Linked DNA regions of Mus musculus: region 1 is linked to region 2. A link is a contact called in public HiChIP or PLAC-seq data. All regions are on one chromosome and are shown on one strand. Each heading gives the region's core, a stretch centred on a gene start, on an enhancer-like site or on the middle of the called end of the contact. The rest is flanking DNA. Distances are from core to core; before and after follow the strand shown. Region 1 has its middle 25 kb from the start of Gm35696. Region 2 overlaps Rassf3 (Ras association (RalGDS/AF-6) domain family member 3).

Region 1 (3,891 bases), core at 244-2,743, 110 kb before region 2:
CACACACACACACACACACACACACACACACACACAGAGAGAGAGAGAGAGAGAGAATGTAATAAAAATAAAGATCTTAAAACAAAGAAAGATAGCAATGCTGTCTTGTGAATCTTTGCCTAGAGGAACACAGTGGATACAATGAATCTATATATTTATATATAGAGAGAAAGTTTATTAGCGTGGCTTACAGCTAGTCTGCCTACAGAAAGTCCAGGTATCCAGGAGCTGCTCCATCCATGAGGCTGGATGTCTCAGCTGGTCCTCAGTGGACATCTGACTCACAGCGAAGTAGGCTGTAATGCCAGTGAAGGAATGCACTTGCCAGCAAGGGCGAGCCAGCCACGAGTGCAAGCTTGCTTCCTCTCTCTTCTCTGTCTAGGCTTCCAGTAGAAGGTGGGGCCCAGATTAAAGCTGGATCTTTCCACCCCAAAAGATCTGGGTTAGAAGTGGGTCTTTCTACACACAGATTGAATTAAGAAAAATATCCCTCACCAGTGATCCTAGCCGCTTGGGTTTTAGTTAATTCCAGATGTAGTCAAGTTGACAACCAATAGCCACTGCAGGTGTCCTCCATATATCCTCATGCTTACGTCTAGCTCCCTCACCATGGGACATTTTACACTTAGACCTGGGGAGTCTTATTTTGTTTTGCTTTGACATGATTTCTCTGTATAGCTTTGGCTGTCCTGAAACTCACTCTGTAGACCAGGCTGGCCTCAAACTCACAGAGAGCCACCTGCCTCTGCCTCCTGAGTGCTGGGATTAAAGGCATGTGTCACCAGCTAAGTTTAAGATTTTTTCCCCCCATCAAGTGCCACCACTAACACCCAGTTTAAGATCTCCCACCGCCCCCAGGATCCAGTTTTAATTATCACGTATTTGTGGTGTCAAGATTTTGTGAAATAATGTACAAAAGATATCAGAAATGCTGTCAGCTGGGCGGTGGTGGTGCACGCCTTTAATCCCAGCACTTGGGAAGCAAAGGCAGGTGGGTTTCTGAGTTCGAGGCCAGCCTGATCTACAGAGTGAGTTCCAGGACAGCCAGGGCTACACAGAGAAACCCTGTCTCGAAAAACAAAACAAAATGCTGACTGTCATGATACTTTCTTATGCTAGCTTAACTGTCCTTTGAGAGGTTCCACCCAGAAGCTGACTGAAATAGATGCAGAGACCCACAGCCAAACAGCCTGAGATTGGGGAGTCTTGTGGGAGAGTTGTGGGGAAGGACTGAGGGACCTGGAAGGGAAAGGAACTTAAGAAACCAACAGAGTCAACTAACCTCCCTGGAGGGCTTCCAGAGCATAGTCAGGCTGCACCAAGGCCCCCTGCACATATGCAGCAGATGTGCAGCTTGGTGTTCAGCAGGGCCCCAACAACTGGATCTGAGCTTTACCGTGTTTACTGTTGCCCGCCTGTGGATCCTGTCACCCTAGCTGGACTGTCTTGTCTGGCCTCAGCGGTAGATGATGTGTGAAGTCCTAGAGTGACTTGCAGTTTCAAGGAGTTTGACACCCAGAGGGGACCTCCCCTTTCTCAGAGGTGAAAGGGAGGGGAGGAGGGGGAAGGGCCATGTGAAGGGGGACTGGGAAGGAGGGGGACTGTGATTGGGATATAAAATGAATAGATAAGTTAATGGACAAAAAAATACCCGGTATCCTCCCCTGGCCTTGTAGGCTTGTGCAGGTACCAAAGAAAACAGATGGACAAACAGAAAACGAAATGTCTCAAGTCTAACTGCCGCGGACATACTCGCTGCCTTCATACTCTGCCAGTCATTCACAGATGTTTATTTTTATTGTCACCGAGAATAAAGGATCGTAATGCACTATCAGTCCTGATGTTCAAGCTTAAAGCTAAATAAAAATACTGTACGATTTATAAAATAATAATTACTTTTTAAAAAAGACAGAAAGAAATGCTGTCCCAGTGCCGACTACCGATGGCGAAAAGGACCAGCCCTTCTCTGCTGACCTGCCTTTCTGCGTTTGAAGTCAGTTGAGCAATGTGTGTGGACTGCCTTCTGTGTTCTCTGGTCTCCTCCGGGATGTGTTGTTGTTGTGGGGGTTGGTTGGTTGGTTTGGGTTTGTTGTTATGGCCGGCAACATGTAGCCCGGGCTGGTTCTGAATTCCACTGTGTAAGCTGAGCGTGGTCTTGAACTCATGACCCTTTCTCCTCAGCCTCCCGGGTGCTAGTTACAGGCTGGTGACAACATACTGCGTTTGAAGAGTGCTCTTTATGTTTTTACTGTGTTAAAGTGTATATAACGCAAGATTTGCCCTCCTTTTTAGAGACAGAGACGGAGAGAGAGTGTGTCTGTGTATCCCCGGCTGACCTCAGATGAAATCCTTCATTCTAAAGGCTGGAATTACACATTTTAACCATTTAAGATACAGGACTTGGTGACATGAATCACATTAACATGGTGGTGCTATTGTCAATTACTATTTTTCCCAGAATGAACGTTTTTGTGGTTTTTTTTAAACCACATTTTTGTTTTCTGGAAAGAACAAAAACAAAACTTTGGAATTTTAAGCGGGTATGGTGGCGCACGCCTTTAATCCCAGCACTTGGGAGGCAGAGGCAGGCAGATTTCTGAGTTCGAGGCCAACCTGGTCTACAAAGTGAGTTCCAGGACAGCCAGAGCTATACAGAGAAACCCTGTCTCGAAAAACCAAAACAAAAACAAAAAAACCTTTGGAATGTTGAATGCCACTCCCTAATTTTCTAGTTTTGTTTCGAAAGAAATTGTTGTGGCTGAAAAACAGCTTAGTGGTAGATAATTTGCCTAACACATGTAAGACCTACGTTCAGTTCCCAGAACCGCAAAAAAAATTAAGAAAGATAGACTACTGTCAGCTGCTGGTTTCTGGCGACTTGATGGTTCGCCTGCCCTCCACGCAGAGATGTGTTAAGGGCTCTCAGAGGTCCCCTAGAAGCATCACTCATCTCATAGAGGTGACAACCGAGGCCGGGGAGATCACGCTGCCGCTGAGTGACAGAGCCAGCTGAGAGAAAAAGAACTGCTATTTTTGTGCGGTTGGGGGATTTGACCAAATCCTGGCAGCGTCACTCTGCTGATCGGACTTCGGTAAAAATCCGCTTTCCTCACTTCAGAACACCAGAGAAGCGTCCTTGCGGGGGTGGGGGGTGGGGGGAGGGAAGAGTAACCAAGGGATAAAAGTGGTGGCCAGCAGAAGGCGGAGCTCAGGGGTAGAAAAGCACATTTCCCGGTAGGATTTCTCACCTACCCAGGCTGCGCTGCTCCGGGGATGCTGAGCCAGGACGCGCCCAGCGGCGCCCTCCTCTGGCGCGGATTGCAGACTGCGTCTGGGACTAAAACCCTGCACGCTTGAGCCTGGCTGGAGCTCCTTTAGGCAGCCTCTCCTCCCGTCTCAGTTCTTGACTATCACTACAGTGTTCCCCTCCTCCGACCCCGAGAACCTGCATCTAATTAATCACGTGATGTAGGGAGTTCCTAGCATACTTAGAAGTATCTAGAAACTAGTACCCCAGTCAGTCAGCCGGGTTTCATTAGACTCCATTAAAATCAGTGGTTCACCCTCGCCGGGCGCATCCCATGATAAGCTACGAATGCATTTTCCACGTCTATTAATAATTCGGTCAGGAAATGGTGCAGCCCTTAAGAGTATTCCAGCGCACTATAGTTCGGATCCCAGCACCCACCCCAGGCAGCTCACAAGTGCTTGTAACTCATCTCCAAAAGATCCAACCAACCACCCATTCTGGCCTCCATGACTGCAGATGGAGCTCAGGTGTAGGCGGGGCTTGTCTAGCCTCTAGCGTGTACAAGGCTCAGTGAGTTCAATCTGGGGCACCATAAAGATAAAGATAACCTGAGTCCGATGGGCACTATCATCTCCCTCAAT
Region 2 (4,237 bases), core at 779-3,278:
AGGTCCCAGGTTCAGTCCCACTCAGCAAAGTGGGGCGTGGACATGACCCCGGGACGGTTCTGTGTCTTCCCCCATTCACATAGCCATCCTCATCAGCAGCAGGAATTTTGCTGGTTCCCTAGGCTTCACCGGCCACTTGGTAGAAGGGGCACAGTTCTGGGTTTGGCTGGGCTTCATGGTCACAGTCACTGTGTGTGACATTAGCTTTTATTTGTGCATCTGTACAGTGTCCTGCCTTGGGGGTTCGTGGTGGGTGGGCTTCAGTGTGCCATGTGTGGCCTGGACCTCTGCTTGGTCCCCTTGCTGCCAAGGCATGTGTAGGGCAGAGTCCAGAGTCACCCGGCCAACCTAGCGTCCTTTCCTCCACTCAGCACTGATTCAGCTCCGGTTGAGGCTGTCTACTGTAGAGTGGTACTTGGCTGCTTATTGCTTTGTTAATTTGGAATGGAAAGAAAAACGTTCCTAAGCAAGTGAAGTTTAAAATAGGAAAGAAGTTCCTATATCACAGGGACCCTAGGCCGACTCGGTCTCACCTGGAGTTGATTTGCAGTCAGGGGTTGGTTGGACAGCATCCCCTGTGTGACCCTGAGGAACGAGTGTCCTTCATCCTGATACTCTGACTTTTAGAACATCCCTAAGTGCCTGTTTGAAACATTTAGTTTTGTTTGCTTGTTAGAGGACTCCGCCAAGGAGTTCCCAGGGCAGGAAATCGACAGTTTAGGTGAAAAGGTAGAAAAGACGAAATCCTTTACATCCTCATGGAAGGAGTCTGGCCTGAACGAGTGACATTCTTTGCAGTCCCTGGTCCACTGTTTCCTTAGCTTCCACAGTGCAGCATCCTGTGTCCTTGGGACCGTTTGCTCAGGCGATGCCACACGAGCTGACCCTCCCTTACTGTCTTCACCTACTTGCTGTCTGCTCTTTAGCGTGGAGAGAAGGGCAGCTTCCAAGGTGCACACCAGAGCTCTGACTTAGACTCTCCCCGGTGCACACTGTCCTTCAGTTAAAGCCACCTTTCCCCCCTTCCCTTCAACACCGGATCAGCCCAGCCCTCCCCTGTCTTTGCTGGCTGACCCTCTGGACAGTGGGGGAGGGGCAGCTGCTGACACCCCCACCCCCCACCCTGAGTGGAGGAAAGGTGGAGCCGGCTTCCTCCGGGCTTTCAGCTTCCTGTGCACACCGCTGTAGGAGGAAAAGGAGAGGGAGGGTGGGTGAGAGAGACCTCTGCCTAGAAGAGCCTCCCCCTGCAAAGAGACAGTGAAAATTACAGACAAACACTAATAAAAACAAAAATACAGACAGCCACCCTTCCCGGGGCAGCTGCAGGGCAGCCTGTGTTTATAAATTGGCCAATTGTGTGACGTTAGGAACCAACTATTAATTTTGGCAGTGTGTGTGTGTGTGTGTGCGTGCATGTATGACAATATTTCTGTCTATGAATATGTGTGCCTGTTGTGTGCATATGTATTTGTGTGTGTCCATGCGTGCGTACTTGTGAGTGTGAGTGTGTGTGCGTGTTTTCACAGACCTCAGAGCTGTGGTTTGCTGTCTCTGGCAGCTCATTTCTGCTCTCTGTACGAGCAGCTGGCTATTAGCCTTGCCTAGCTGGTGCCTCTGTTTATTTTGGGGGGCAGTCGGCACATGAAAGTGGAACTCAGTTTTACTGGTAAAGTGCTCAGTTGTCTTATGATTATTTTTGTTTCCAAGGCTATTTATTTTTTATACATGAACGGCCACTTAACAGCCCCAGACTTCACTTTTTTTCTTCTCTGATTCAGCCAACCAGACTCTGAAGAAGGCTTTTGAAATGTTTGTAATTCTTATATAGTTTTTCTTCACGGAAAAAGAGAAGTGTGTGTGTGTGTGTGTGTGTGTGTGTGTCTATTCCAGACCTCCCCAGATGAAGGGCAAACTCTGTTAGTTAGCATTTTGGCATGCTTCCATATATGGGCACTTCTTTATTAGGTCTCCCAGGCTGGCCTGAAACTTGCTGAGTAGCCAAGGATAACACAGAACCTGACCCTCTCCTGGCTGTGCTCTGAGTGCTGGGATTGAAGGCGTGACCACCACATCCTGTTTATGGGTTTCCAGGGATTGAACCCAGGACTCTCTGCAGGACTTCCTGCATGCTAGGCAGGCACCCTGTCCACTGTGCTGGCTCCCCCTCCCCTTCCCCCCTCCCTTGTGTTTGTACTTGGTAGAACAGTAGAATGTCTGGCTTTTCTTTTCATGCAGAGACTCTTCCATGAGCTATATTGTACTTCAAAGGACATGATCCTAGTCCCATGGTCCTCCTCAGCTCCCAGTACTTGAAACGGTTTTCCAATTTTCTTTTTTGTTTTCTTTTTTTAAGATTTATTTACTTTATGCATGTGAGCACACTGTAGCTGTCTTCAGACACACCAGAAGAGGGCATCAGATCTCATTACAGATGGTTGTGAGCCACCATGTGGTTGCTAGGAATTGAACTCAGGACCTCTGTAAGAGCAGTCGGTGCTCTTAACCGCTGAGCCATCTCTCCAGCTCAGGTTTTCCAATTTTCGAATGAACTCTTTGGTCATGGCTAGGTAGGAATTCTCTATTTGCCAAGTATAGCATCATCGCCCACTCCGATTACCACACACTTAAATTAACTGAGTGCTTCTCTGGCAAAGTAACCCGGCCTCCACCGCTTAGCGTGTTCTCCGTCAGAGTGTGAAGGGTATGAGGTAGTGCCTGGGCAGTAACTGTGACAAGATTGAGCAGGCAGAGCTCCCCAGCCCGCCCTGGAGTTGGGTGGGGGTGGCTACCTCGGCTTGAGAGGTTGTAGAAGAAAAGCTTTTAGGAAGAAGACAGAATAAGGCTGAGGAATGGAGACACCTCCTACCTTAGTGTGGAATGGAGATGTCCTTATTCTGAGTCCTTGCTGTAGGCGGTGCCAGAGCTCTCTAAGGCAGTAAGTGGTGGGCTAGCTCACTCGGCTGGGTTCACTAGACACTCATGAGTCTCTCTGTGAACAGCTATCTCTCCTGTCATCCCACCCTCCTGGTCCAGCCAGCCTGTGTTCTGACACACTCTGGGTAGCCTATACCTCTGGATCCTTCCTGCTTTCTCCTCCCACAGAGCAGGAGGCAGGAAGAACAACAGGGAGCTCCCACTGCAGGGCTGGCTCCTGGGTTTTCTTGGCTCTCAGAGTGTGCAATCCGACCCTGTTGGCAAGGAGAAGATAATTCCTAGGGCTGCAAAGCCATTTTTGGAGACACCAAGGCACAGCGGCTTGCAGGCATCCTCCGTGGCCCTCGTTCTGGGGACGGCGGTGTCCTTCTGAGATACGGGCCATCAAGGGATTGCAAGCACCTTCATTGTGTCTTGCTCTTGGCAGAAGGAGTCAGTATTATTCGAGCCATGCCTTTTAAGGGCTAGGAACCAGCTTATCAAAAGAGCCATCTTGGAGGCGGTGAGGGGTACTCCAAGGGGAACGTTCTGACAAGGGATGGCTGGACTGGATCAATGGGAACTAGTGATAGAAACAGTTTAACCTAAACCTCCTGTGGGCTTTTCAGACTGTCACATTTGTGTAAAAGCAAGCTGGTACGGTGGTAAGTCTTAGGATCTGCTAGGCCCTGGGTTCACCTGTAGCGTGACTCATTCCTTTTGGTGCTGTGGACCTGGGGTGTATGAGATCAAGCAAGCACTAAGATGCTTAGGTTAGCGTGTTAGCGAGGCTGCACAGGGGAGGAATCAGAGCTATGTAAATCCAAGCCATAGTGGTGTTCAGTGTGACCTCTTGGACACCATCTTCCTGACGTTCTGGCATTTATAGTTTTGTTCCCTGAAAACTCAGAGTCTATGCTGGAGTAAACCTCCTTTTCTATGGCGGTAACTTACACTTGTAACAGGAAGAGGAAAGACAACACAATCCTTCCCACAGACCTGTTTCAGATCATTTTACTTTCAGTCTCCCTGTGCACAGTGTGCATGCAGTGCCTGCGGAGGCCAGAAGAGGGCGTCAGGTTCCCCCTGGAACTGGAGTTACAGGTGGTTGTGAGCCCTCATGTGGGTGGTTGGGTTAAGAGAAGCCACTTAACCACTGAACTGCCTCTCTAGCCCCCAATTTCTGATACACACACACACACACACACACACACACACACACACACACACACACACCGGTGCTGAGGACCGAATCCAGGGCCTTGTGCTTGCTACCACTGAGCTAAATCCCCAAACTCCCAATTTCTGATTCTACTAAGACTTT

The links. HiChIP or PLAC-seq counts read pairs in DNA pulled down with a chosen protein or histone mark.
Region 1: an H3K27ac HiChIP or PLAC-seq map of the HPC-7 cell line shows a contact between it and region 2, with 6 times the contacts expected there. The contact joins two enhancer-like sites. A contact is called at or near these places in 1 of 15 datasets of contacts at CTCF or cohesin (large pre-B cells), 5 of 484 Hi-C or Micro-C datasets (bone marrow-derived macrophages, effector CD8 T cells, embryonic stem cells and 1 more) and 8 of 115 datasets of contacts at active chromatin or transcription factors (the HPC-7 cell line, embryonic limb bud, embryonic stem cells and 4 more).

The regions. Positions count from the first base shown.
Region 1 is chr10:121,532,768-121,536,658 of GRCm38.p6, reverse strand. No RefSeq gene overlaps it. Among named protein-coding and RNA genes, the nearest start is that of Gm35696, 25 kb to the right of the region's middle. Within about 2 kb of position 1,493, at least 9 of the 459 cell types and tissues checked have an H3K27ac peak or open chromatin away from gene starts, as enhancers often do. A contact at or near this core is called in the HPC-7 cell line, where this site is marked.
Region 2 is chr10:121,427,087-121,431,323 of GRCm38.p6, reverse strand. All of the region lies in intron 1 of Rassf3 (Ras association (RalGDS/AF-6) domain family member 3), which reads left to right. Among named protein-coding and RNA genes, the nearest start is that of Rassf3, 47 kb to the left of the region's middle. Within about 2 kb of position 2,028, at least 137 of the 459 cell types and tissues checked have an H3K27ac peak or open chromatin away from gene starts, as enhancers often do. A contact at or near this core is called in the HPC-7 cell line, where this site is marked.